Regions from separate parts of the Sus scrofa genome. Here region 1 is linked to region 2. The links are chromatin contacts, called in public Hi-C maps. All regions are on one chromosome and are shown on one strand. The core of a region is the stretch at or near the end of the contact, and the rest is flanking DNA. Distances in the headings are between cores, read along the strand shown.

Region 1 (6,121 bases), core at 2,070-4,569, 180 kb after region 2:
GGGGAGAAGGACACACCGTTTAATCCATGGTGCCATTTACTGTGACAACGGCCCTGCCACCGGAAAAAATACAGCTGAGTCTCTACCTCACTCCTTATTCCCAGTGAGGGCTCAGCTTAGTCAGAAGTTTCGATTGTTAAAGAGAAACCATTGAAAGATGGGAAGCAAGCATAGGAGAATGTTTTTTAAAACACTGCGAGGCAAGCGGAAAAAGAAAAAAAAAAAAAACCACCTTAGGAACTGTAAAGAAAAAGAACGATAGATTTGATCGTGAAAAAAAATTGAACACCTTTGCCTGGGCAAAAGATGTCTCATGCAAAGTTGAAAGACAAAGGACAAACCAGGATAAAGGCAAAGGCAGACAGATATTATTATTCATACTATTGCAAGAGCCCCATTATAGGAAGTGCACTATTTTCTTTACAGCACTCACCATGAGCAGCAGTTACATTATTTAGTGATTTGCATCGTATCTGTTTCCTCTACCTACATGGCTGCTTCATGAAAGCTAAGGCTTTGCTTATTCACCACTGTGTTCCTAGTCCCAGGGCAGGGTCTGACACACAGTAGGTGCTCAATAAATACTTGTCGAAAGAATGAATGAGGGAGCTTCTGTAGATCAGTGACAACATGATGAGAAAAATTGTCAAAGAGTAATGAACAGGCATTTCACAGAGAAGACGCGAAGGGTTTATGCCATATAAAAAAATGTTCACAGGAGTTCCTGGTGACTTAATGGGTTAAGGATCTGGGATTATCACTGCTGTGGCACAGGTTCAATCCCTCGCCTGGAAATTTTTGCATGCCGTGGGTGCAGCCAGAAAAAAAAAAAAAAAAAGAACAAAAAGGGTTCATAGCCTCAGGAATGATTAAGTAAAAATAATGCAAATTAAAACAGCATTGAGATGGTAGAAATGTCATTTTTCACCTCACAGCCTGGCAGAAACTTAAAAGGTTGCTAAACCCCAGTACTCGTGAGGATATGGTGAATCAGGCACATGGATGTGCTCTCAGTGCTTGTCTGAAGGAGCACAACTTCTAGACAGCAACTTGAAATATTATTTGACCCAGCAAGTCTTCTTTCGGGAGTTTACCATTTTTCAAATGCTCTTATAAGGATCTTCATTTAATGATTCTTTTTTTTTTTTTTTTGTCTTTTTGCTATTTCTTTGTGCTGCTCCCGCGGCATATGGAGGTTCCCAGGCTAGGGGTCTAATCGGAGCTGCAGCCACTGGCCTACGCCAGAGCCACACAACGCAGGATCCGAGCCGCGTCTGCAACCTACACCACAGCTCACGGCAACGCCAGATCCTTAACCCACTGAGCAAGGCCAGGGACCGAACCCACAACCTCATGGTTCCTAGTCGGATTCGTTAACCCCTGCGCCACGACGGGAACTCCCTAATGATTCATTTAAACAAATATATTCCTTTAATATATTTGTAAACAGAAAAAAATTGGAAATAACCTAAATGACATCAGTGGAGGATGGGCATCATAAGCTGTAATTTATAAATAATGTACAGCACATCCAAATAAGGGCACATTAAGCGACACTGCTAATGATTAAGAATTTGGGCTCTACGGTCAGACCACCGAGGTCTGACTTCCTCCTCTCACCCTTATGAGCTGTGTGACTTGGTCCACGTTTCTAAACCTCTCTGTGTCCCCATCTTTGTCATCTGTAAAATGGAAAAATAATACCTCCTTCATAAAGTCGTGAAGGGTAAATGAGTTAATCCCTACGGCATATCAACTAGACAGTACTGGCATAGAGCGTTCAATAACTGCCACCCGTTACTGTCCCCACGAATACTGTGATGATGACAGTGACAAGGTAGCCACAAGTAAGGATGAGCTAGATCTTTATATACTGATGCATTTTATATACTGATTGATGTCTCCAATACAGTATTGTGATAAAAGCAAGGTGCCGAAGAATTAGGATAATAGGATCTGATTTTCATGAAGGATATTATATGCTATTCATAGAGGAAAAACAAATCCGGAAAGATAGACAGACTGTCAACAGTGGTTACCTCTGCGGAGAGGGATGGGGGAGGTGGATTTTCACTTCAGTAATGATGAGAATTGTTTGAAACAAGCATGTGTGACTTTTATAATAAACAAAAGATGTAAAGGGAAAAAAGCTTCATTTGGAAGTCTGAGGACAGTTAATCCCACCAAGCCTCACATCCCCCAGTCCTTGGCTACAGCCCAAAAGTGAGCTTCCCTACCCATCATGTGTCCTCTCCCATCCCCCCACCCATTCTGCTCTGTGCTCCCCGCTCCCCACCAGCCCTGACTTATCCATCTCCCTCCTACTGCCCTCTCCCACTCTGCTCTGATCCCCACGGGAAGCAATTCCTCTTAAACTCTAAATAAGCCTCACAGCACAGGGCTCTCTACCTCTGCGTGTGGAAGCGCTGAAACCTGAATCTCCGCGGAGGAGCTCACGGCTTTGCCTGCAGCGCCCTCTGGTGGCTGGACACTGCTTACACTCCCACAGCACAGACACCCTAGGGCTGGGAGGTGGGGTCTGTGCTCTGGCTTTCCCCTGTTTGCGTCCAGATCGTTACTCCTCCGCCTTCGGCCAAGAACTCCTCCTTTTGATGCCATCTGGCTACAGCACCTTCTCTCCTCTCCTCTCCTCATCGACTCTTCTTTTTAGACACCCCCTCCTGGTCACACCATCCCCCTCACCCATTCAAGGAAGAGTTCGACATCTGGCTCACTGTCTTCTTCTCCACCCCAAGTTCTGACATCATCCTGGGTGAGTTGACATCCATGATCCATGTGCAGGACACACCCCCATTCTAGCCATACCATGCTTCATCATCGGTGGGAACTGCATCATCTCAGAGCCCCCCGCCATCCACATCCTGCCCACTGACCTCAAAGCTCATCCTTTTGCCTCAAGAGGCTCTCCAGGCTCTGGAGCCCCCTTCGTTCTCCCACCTCCTCCGCCTTTCCCACTCCCCTCGTTCCTTCCCCTTTCCATGCTTGAAAATGCTGATGATGATGATATAGAATGAATAGGTATGTGCCAGGCACATACTAAGCATCTTACAACATCCTTTTAATAACCTCATGTAATTCTCACAATAACTTTATGAGACAGGTACTGTTGTTATTTTGTTTTTTTGAACGAGGTGATTGGGACTCAGAGAGGTTGAATGACTTAGGCAAAGTCCCACAGCTAGTACAGGGCAGAGATGAGATTTGAAGCCAGGTCTGTTTGCCTAACTCCCGGAATGTAGACTTCAGGATCTTGCCTATATCCTCCAACTCCCTTGCCCTGTGTCTCTCTGACACATCCACTAGGCAAAAAACCAAACCTGGATAAATTTAACTGACAGCCTCCTCCTCTGTGCTTACACCCAGATGGAGGAACACTGCTGGAGAAAATCCCATCACTTTGTTGATTAGTCCCACTCAAAAGTCATAGTTTCCAACCTCAGCTGGGCCCTCGATTCGGCTAAACAATCCTCCTAAGTAACTGTCCTGACAACGGCACTTTCAAACTTTCTGCATTGCCCTCTGGAGTCAGACTGTCTGGGTTAGAATCCTGCCTCGGCCACTTCTATGATCCATACCGTGCCAGCCTTTAAGGAAGGGTGAGGTGGAAGATGAGGGAATGAGGGGAAGGGGAAGGAACATGTCTTGAGTGTCTTCGGGGTACCAGCCCCTGTGCCAGGAGCTTTGCATGCAGTATCTCATCCCGTCCTCCCCGCAGCGCCACACGGGAGAGGCTACTGTTATTATTCTTGCTTTACAGAGGAGACTGAGGCACAGAGAGGTTAGGTCACCTGGTAAGGCGGCACAGCGTGCTAAGGAGAAGCCATCTCCATCACTGAGACCCTCCTTATCTTGATCGATGACTGTGACAGCCTGCCAAGTGGTCCCCCTGTTACCTGTTTCATATCCTGCCATCTACCCTCCGTTCTGTGGCTGGAGCAATCTTCCTCCAACGTGGATCTGACTGCGCTACTACCCTGCTTCAATTCAATCTTTCCGAAGCTCCCCTACAGTCTTCAGAATGAAACCGAAACCTTTCATCTTAATGATTGCCCCCCCCCTTCTTCCTTTCTCGCGGCATCCACGGCCATCTGCCTAGGATCCAGCCAGTCTGAACTATTTTTGGCTACCTGATGACACCTTGTTTTCTCCTAACTTCATGTCTTTGTGTAGGTTCTGTCCGGTCTCCCCTTCCCCCACCCCGCTGTTCTCCCCACCTCTCCCACCTCGAATGCTTCTCTTCTGTGCGTTGTTCACAGTATTTATGCATTGATCACAGCGTGTTCTAATTTCCTGCTGACTTGTCTGTTTCTCCCTCTAAACTGGGAGCTGCTTGAGGGCGGGACGGTGACTTAGTCATCTCTGTCTCCGCACTCCCCAGGGCATAGCACCAGAGGCTGGTTCATTCCATGTTTGTCGAATGGCTGACTGACTGAATGAATGGAGTGAATGAGGGAAGAAAAAGCCCTCACTTGGAAAGTTTAGTGACATGATCTGTATGGTATCTGGTTCTTGGCTAAAGCTGCTGCAGTTTTTCCCTATGACTACAGTGCTGTAAAAATATGTCTGCACGTGGATAAAGACTGGAAGAGAACTTTCCACACAAAATTAAGAGTTGTGTTAGAGTGGTGAGTTGATGGATGCTTTTTTTTTTTTTTTCCTGTTTTCAAAATGTTCTTTAGCGCTGCTTTCTGAGTGTTTTGGCAACATAGCCGACATTGTAGAAATGGAATTGGGCTCCCATGCACGAGTTGACAACCAATGTGTATTGATGCCCTGTGGACCCTGTTGAGTTCTGGGCACTGTGGGGGAGGGCAGTGGGTAGAGGCGACTCATTCTGATTCAGGTTCACATGGCCAGGAGTCTTGCCAATTCGGTTGGATTTGCTGGAATAAAATGAGAACTTTCAAGAATTTTCCAAGCTCCTGGGTTGAGGTATTTTTTTTTTTTTTCTTCCCAAGCTGGGCAGCAAACAAAGATGGCTTTTGTTTGCAGTAAAATACTCATTCCTTCGATTTTTGTCCTGCACAGTGACTTTTGCAACTTTGGTGGTGGCAGTGGCGGGGGGGGGTGGTCAGGTTTACCGAGTGGGGAAACTGGAGTGCCCATGTTTTCTTGGTTTAGAAGTGACCAAACGTGTTTCTCCCTTGTCTGGCTCTCGAATAAAATGTTTAGGAATTTCACCGGCAAAACGATGAAATTGTTCCTTTGCTGAGGCAGAATTTCCAAAACTACATATCATGTGTTAAAGCAGAAGAGGCAAAAAAAAACCCAAACCAAAACAAAACAAAAAAACAAACGAAAAAAACTGGGACGCGGGATGCTCCGAGGTTCAGATGATGAGGACTTTGCCTTTGCTGGGTGCTTCCTCCCTCTGCTGGATCAGGCGCTGTGTCCAGGAATTTGGAGCTTCTGCATTTAAAACTCCAATCGGCCTTTGGGATCAGAACTGTTAGTATCCTCATGGTAGAGACGGTGAAACTGAGGTCCAAAGAGATTCAGCAATGAAATCCTGAGACTGGGCAGGGTTCAGCTAACGCTGCAGGCATGCTCTAACCCCTGGACTACCCCACCTCTAGGCTAGTCTTGCCACAGAGGGACAGAGGTAGACATTTATTTGTCTTTACCAAATAGTCCTATAGGGACAGAGGTATGCATTTCTTTTGATTTAACCAATGGTTGTATAGGGACAGAGGTATGCATTATTTTTACTTTTATTTATTTTTATTTTCTATTTTTTTGCCTTTTCTAGGGCCACTCCCACAGCATATGGAGGTTCCCAGGCTAGGGGTCCAACTGGAGCTGTAGCTGCTGGCCTACGCCACAGCCACAGCAACGTGGGATCCAAGCCGTGTCTGCGACCTACACCACAGCTGATGGCAACGCCGGATCCTTAACCCACTGAGCAAGGCCAGGGATCGAACCTGCAACCTCATGGTTTCTAGTCAGATTCCTTAACCACTGCGCCATGACAGGAACTCCTAAATTTTTTTTTTTTTTGGTATGCATTATTTTTAACAAACAGTCACACCAGGCACATGGAAGGTGCTTTACAAACACTAGCTCGGTGCATTCTCATAGACAACTCTGTAAGGAGGTACTG
Region 2 (5,850 bases), core at 1,221-3,720:
CAAGGGGGAGAAGGTGGGAGTGGGATGGACTGGGAGTTTGGGGTTAGTAGATGCAAACCATTACATCTAGAATGGATAAGCCATGAGGTCCTGCTGTAGCACACAGGGAACTATATCCAATCTCTTAGGATAGACTGCGATGGAAGATAGTATGTGAAAGGGAATGTATATGTATGTATGACTGGGTCACTTTGCTGTATAGCAGAAATTGGCACAACACTGTAAATCAACTGTACTTTAAATTTAAAAAACGATAGGTTTTTGACTATTTATATCTGTGTGTGTATTATATACATAATTTCATTAGGCCATCAGTGACTGTGCCCACTTTTGCTCACCATTGTATACCCAATGCCTAGCATTCAGCAGCTAGTGAGCACACGTTTAATGAGTGAAAGAAAGGATACAGGAAGGTAGTCTTGTATAGTCACGTATTTCATAAACATTTATTGGCAATATAATAAACATTTATTATTTACTTTATTAAACAGTCAACGTTCCCCTACGCTCTAAATATCCTTTTATTCATCGACTTAATTAACTGTCCACTGAAATGTGTTTTCCTCTGCTTAGCATCTATTAAATGCTGTTCATTTAGAAGGTGGTAACTGGTGTTTTGAGTCTCTAGTTAGATTACTGTGCATTCATAGTGCGGCACGGTTTGGCAACATTTTTCTGTCTAAAACTCACGGACTGCTATAAATAGATAATAATCTACTTCCCTGATAGAGTTACGGAGTTGCTTTGATCTCACAGGCCTTTCCCCTGAGGAAAACACAGATGCTTTGCAACCTGGAGAAGCTCAATGGCCTCTTATGTTTGCGGGGTGATTATTACTACTATTCTGCTATAGTTTGGAACATATAGGGACTCATATTCCTCGTCTATTTTTATGCCTTTCACACCTTCTTATAAAGGAACATCTTATGAACTGGATGAATCACAAGTCAGCAAGGGCAGGCACAGAGAAGAGAAGCACAAGATAACAGTCTCTCTAAATGAACACGGGTCTGAAAGAAATGAGACATCAGTTCACAAATTAAAAAAAAAAAAAAAATCCTCCGCCTACTCTTCCGGTTCTCTGTAGGATTTCAGGTGAGTAAGCGTCCAAGGGGGAAAGGGGACTTGTTGAAACTCAACCCTCAGAGGCCATGAGAATGATCTACATGGAGAAGAGCTGACTCTGGAGAAGACGGGTGGACCTCTGGTGCCTCTCGGGCGGGGCTGTCAGAAGGCTCGTCCATTATAAGAGGTTCTGACAACCCGCCGGGCTGATGGGGGTTAAAGCATTAGTATGCACCAGCACACGTTCCCTCAATCACATTAGAATTTAAAATTCCCAGGTCTGCTGTGCCTTTTATGAGAAATAATATTGGTTTAGAATGCTGCTCAGAACCTGCTCCACAAATCTGAGAGACCAGGGTGTAGCACCGCATTTTCCTTTGCTACTGCCATGGCCTCTCCCTCTCCCGTGTAACTAAAAGCCACTTCTTCTTAGACTTTGGTAAACAACGTGAAGGAAACTGAGAGAATATTTTCTGTGGACTTAACTTTCCTGGAAATAATTATCAGTGATGGAAAACAAACTCTTCGTAACAGAATAAAACGTCATTAATTTGAGCTCCACTAATTCAAAATCTGTGCTAATTCAAACAGACCTAGGCTGACAGGAAAAGAAAGGTCTGCTCCGCTAAGCAAATCAACTTTGTAATTAAGGCTGGAAGAGAAGTACAGGATTTGCTGAAAGAGAAACTATTTTCAGAACTTTGGAATTAACCATCTACATGCACTGTAACATCATAATTACACATTTTGTGTGTGTGTGTGTGTGTGTGTGTGTGTGTGTGAAAAAGCAGATCTCTGGACGATTGCTATTTGGCAACAGCCAGCCCTTGTTGAGTTACCTATGCCACTAAAATAAGCAAAACTATTTTTACAAGAAATATTACATTCATTCTTTATTGATCACACTGGACTTCCTGCAATTATTTTGAATTGGGGAGTCTGACTTTCACTTTGGTGTTGCTAGGCTACTCGCCTACAGTCACGGTCACACTCAAAGACCTCTGAGTACAAGCCTTATGGGAGATCACTAATAACTGACTCAGAAATATGGCTCAAGCCTCCTGACTGAGTTCAGTCACTTACTTACTGTCTGACCTGAAGAAGTAAACTTTTAAGACCTTGGGTTATGTCTAGCTGTAAGAAAGGGGGAGAAAGAACAACCACCACAAAAGCTTATGGCCCTTAGATTAGAGACCTACACATCAGAACAAACACAATCGAAGGTGAAGCAACAAAGCCCTTGGGAAACCTAAACAGTCAGTCCTTGTGAAACAAAGAGCAGATGAAAGCCCAACAAAGTAGCATCACTGTCCAAAGGAAGTATTCCTGACGCTGTTACTCCTCACACCTCCACACTGGCTCTCACTTCACTAGCACGGGGCAATCTTCCAGCTCCCTCTGTGAGCATGGCTCACTGCCCGAGAGGCCTAGTTACCCTGTCACAAGTTTAGGTCTGACCCTCTAATTATACTGTAAGCTCCTGGATTCGTACCGGTTTCCCTTAAGACATGCCAAACTTTCTCATCACGGATGGGTACTCTGCTAATTTTGCTTGGTTTGACATGGTAAGACTCCCTCTTGGCATATACAGAATTGTAAATCAGAGCAATACAATTTAAAAAAAATGGCCCCCAAATTTCTAGTTTCTGTAGAAGTCTTGAAATATCAGAGCCACGAAATGTGTTTAAGGAAATTTGGGACACTAAAATTGATAGGTGTCCCACAAAAATACTGAATAAAATAATCATAGGTCAATGTTCCAACAAAAGTGAAACGCTAGCCAGTAAATTTTATAGGGAAAAAATTCTTCGAAATAGTTTTGGACAAGAAAGTCTATACTCTCTCTTAAAATATCGGTCTCTTAATGCAAATCCAAACTACAGTGAGGTACCACCTCACACTGGTCAGAATGGCTGTCATTTAAAAGTCCGAAAATAACAGAGTTCCTGTTGTGGCTCAGTGGGTTAAGAGTCTGACTAGTATCCCTGAGGTTGCAGGTTTGATTCCTGGCCTTACTCAGTGGGTTAAGGATCTGGCATTGCTGTGAGCTGTGGCATAGGTCGCAGATGTGGCTTGGATCTGGTACTGCTGTGGCTGTGGCTGGCAGCTGAAGCTCCAATTCGACCCCCTAGCCTGGGAACTTCCATATGCCACAGGTGCAGCCCTGAAAAGCAAAAAAAAAAAAAAAAAAAAAAAAAAAAAGTCTACAAATAACAAATGCTGGAGAGGGTGTAGAGAAAAGGGACCCTTCCTACACTGTTGGTGGGAATGTAAATTGGTGCAGTGGTATAGCCACTATGGAGAACAGTATGGAGGTTCCTTAAAAAACTAAATATAGAACCACCTGGACATGTATCTGGAGAAAACTCTAATTTAAAAAGATCCATGCACCCCAATGGTCACAGCAGCACTATTTACAATAGCCATGACATGAAAATAATCTAAATGTCCAGCAATGGATAAAGACATAGACAGATAGATAGATAGATGAATATCCACACACATCTACAATGGAATATTACTTGGCCATAACAAATAATTAAATAACGCCTTCTCTAACACCATGAACAGACCTAGAGATTATCATACTAAGTGAAGTCAGAAAAGGAAAGACATAGCATATGATATCTCTTATATGTGGAATCTAAAATATGACACAAACAAACTCATCTACGAAATGGAAACATACTCACAGTCAGACCTGTGGTTTCCAAAGGGGAGAAGGGATTGGTGTCGGACGGTTTGGGAGTTTGGGATTAGCAGACACAAACTATTATACACAGGATGGATAAACAACAATGTCCTACTGTACAGCACAAGGAACTATATTCCATATCCTGAGATAAACCAAAATAGAAAAGAATACGAAAAAGTGTGTGTGTGTGTGTGTGTGTGTATAACTAAATCACTTCGCTGTACACCAGAAACTAATACATTTTAAATCAACTATACTTCAATTTAAAAAAATAGGTCTCTTTATCTTCTGGGTTGATCATATGTGTCATCTCTCTATCTTGTTAAACTGAGAGGAACAAGAGGGTCTGCAGTTTCAAAATCATTTACAACTGGACACCATAAACTTGTGATTCTTTTTAAATGAGAATTATACTTTTAAAATTTTGCCTGGTCTAGGCAAATATTTAAGGTGGTCAGCAAACACAAGACACAAGCCAACTGCTGGGCAGAGTGAGACAGCTTAGAGTTGTTCTGATTTGGGTGGGGGGTGGCCCATGGAAGATCATAAAAGGCATAACCCATACCTGGATAAAACTAAGCGTTGATGTTTTTTTTGTTTGTTTTTTTTTTTTTTTTTTTTTTTTTTTTTTTTTTTTTTTTTCCGCTGTGCCCATGGCATGCAGAAGTTCTTGGGCCAGGGATTGACCCCGTGCCACAGCATCAACAATACTGGATCCTCAACCCGCTAGGCCAACAGGGAATTCTGAAGATTAATTTTCTAAGGAAATACTAAGAAACAAATGTAGTTAGTCATGATACAGATTGGATACTTGTCTAAGGTTGTTTCACTAACTTAATGCTAGACTATGACAACACATTAGCACTAAAATAAATGTTTGCCATCTTTTATTTGAAAATGGTTCTTTTAACAATGTGTATGTACTACAGCAACCACCCTGTCTTTTTCACTACATTTCAGGGCTTCTCTTCCTTTCAGAAAATACAGTCATTTGTACCTAAAGAACCACTGAAATCATTTTGTGGCTGTTCATTTTCATTGCACTATATGAACACTGCTCAAAACTCAGTGACCCTGGCTGATACCTGGAAATGTTATTTTCACTGTTAATGGAAACTACTGAAATAGGAGCTGGATTCACTGACTCCAGGAAAACTGCCCCCACCGGCAGCTTTGGAGAGTCTAGGCCAGTCAAGGAAGCCAAAGTGTCACAGGGCACTCCTACACACATCGCAGAGGACCCCTTGGATAGAATTACACCAGTCTTACGAGTTTCAGAGTTAGGACATCAGTCAGCTACAATAGAAAAACAATTCTTCTAAATTGGAATCATATTCACAAAACATCTGGAAAGTTCCCCAAAGGAGAAAAGATTACCCCAAAGTATTGCTAAATAGATGGAAGGGAAGATGCTGACTTTTATCATAATACAAAATTCAGTCATTTTCCATTGTCGTAGACAAATCAACAGATGTGCTGTTTACCTTTAAGGAAGCCTGGAATCTATTTTAATTCAGCCTTGAAACCCAGACAGTCTTAGGTAATAAGTACAGATATTTAAATTCCATAACAACTGTCCAGTGTTTACAAACATTTATTTCTTTATAGATTTCTCATCTACAAAATGTATATTTGGTTAGAAAAGGAATTTTGAGGGTTCAGCTGTACTTTAACAAATGTTACAGCACCTATGTTTTTTCAAGCAAGCGTAGCCTATACAAATTATCTTTTTTTTTAAAGTGGGATTTAAAAAAATTTTTTTTTATTTTTTCCATTGTAGTTGGTTTACAGAGTTCTGTCAATTTTCTACTGTACAGCAAAGTGACCCAGTCACACATACCTATATACATTCTTTTTCTCACATTATCCTCCATTATGCTCCATCATAAGTGACTAGATAGATTATCTTTTATTTTCTAAGTTTTGGTTTGTAGCATAGGCTAAAAGAAAATAATGATAGCAAGGGTCTTGTCTCTCTATTTTCTTTATTATGCCTTTACATGAAATAATGAATAATAATGCCATATAATATAAGAACATATCCTTTTTTTTTTCTTTTTTGGTCTTTTTGCCATTTCTTGGGTCGCTCC

Evidence for each region. Hi-C and Micro-C count contacts between places; a contact is called where the count stands out from the background.
Region 1: a contact with region 2 is called in a Hi-C map of omental adipose tissue, with 2.4 times the contacts expected there. The contact joins two enhancer-like sites. A contact is called at or near these places in 14 of 47 Hi-C or Micro-C datasets (alveolar macrophages, embryonic fibroblasts, fetal heart ventricle and 7 more) and 2 of 2 datasets of contacts at active chromatin or transcription factors (alveolar macrophages and skeletal muscle).

What each region holds. Positions count from the first base shown.
Region 1 is chrX:90,516,737-90,522,857 of Sscrofa11.1, forward strand. All of the region lies in intron 2 of LOC110257717 (a long non-coding RNA gene), which reads right to left. Among named protein-coding and RNA genes, the nearest start is that of RTL9, 33 kb to the right of the region's middle. Within about 2 kb of position 3,320, at least 12 of the 83 cell types and tissues checked have an H3K27ac peak or open chromatin away from gene starts, as enhancers often do. A contact at or near this core is called in omental adipose tissue, where this site is marked.
Region 2 is chrX:90,341,156-90,347,005 of Sscrofa11.1, forward strand. The region is part of intron 2 of AMMECR1 (AMME syndrome candidate gene 1 protein); the gene reads right to left. Among named protein-coding and RNA genes, the nearest start is that of AMMECR1, 76 kb to the right of the region's middle. Within about 2 kb of position 2,471, at least 5 of the 83 cell types and tissues checked have an H3K27ac peak or open chromatin away from gene starts, as enhancers often do. A contact at or near this core is called in omental adipose tissue, where this site is marked.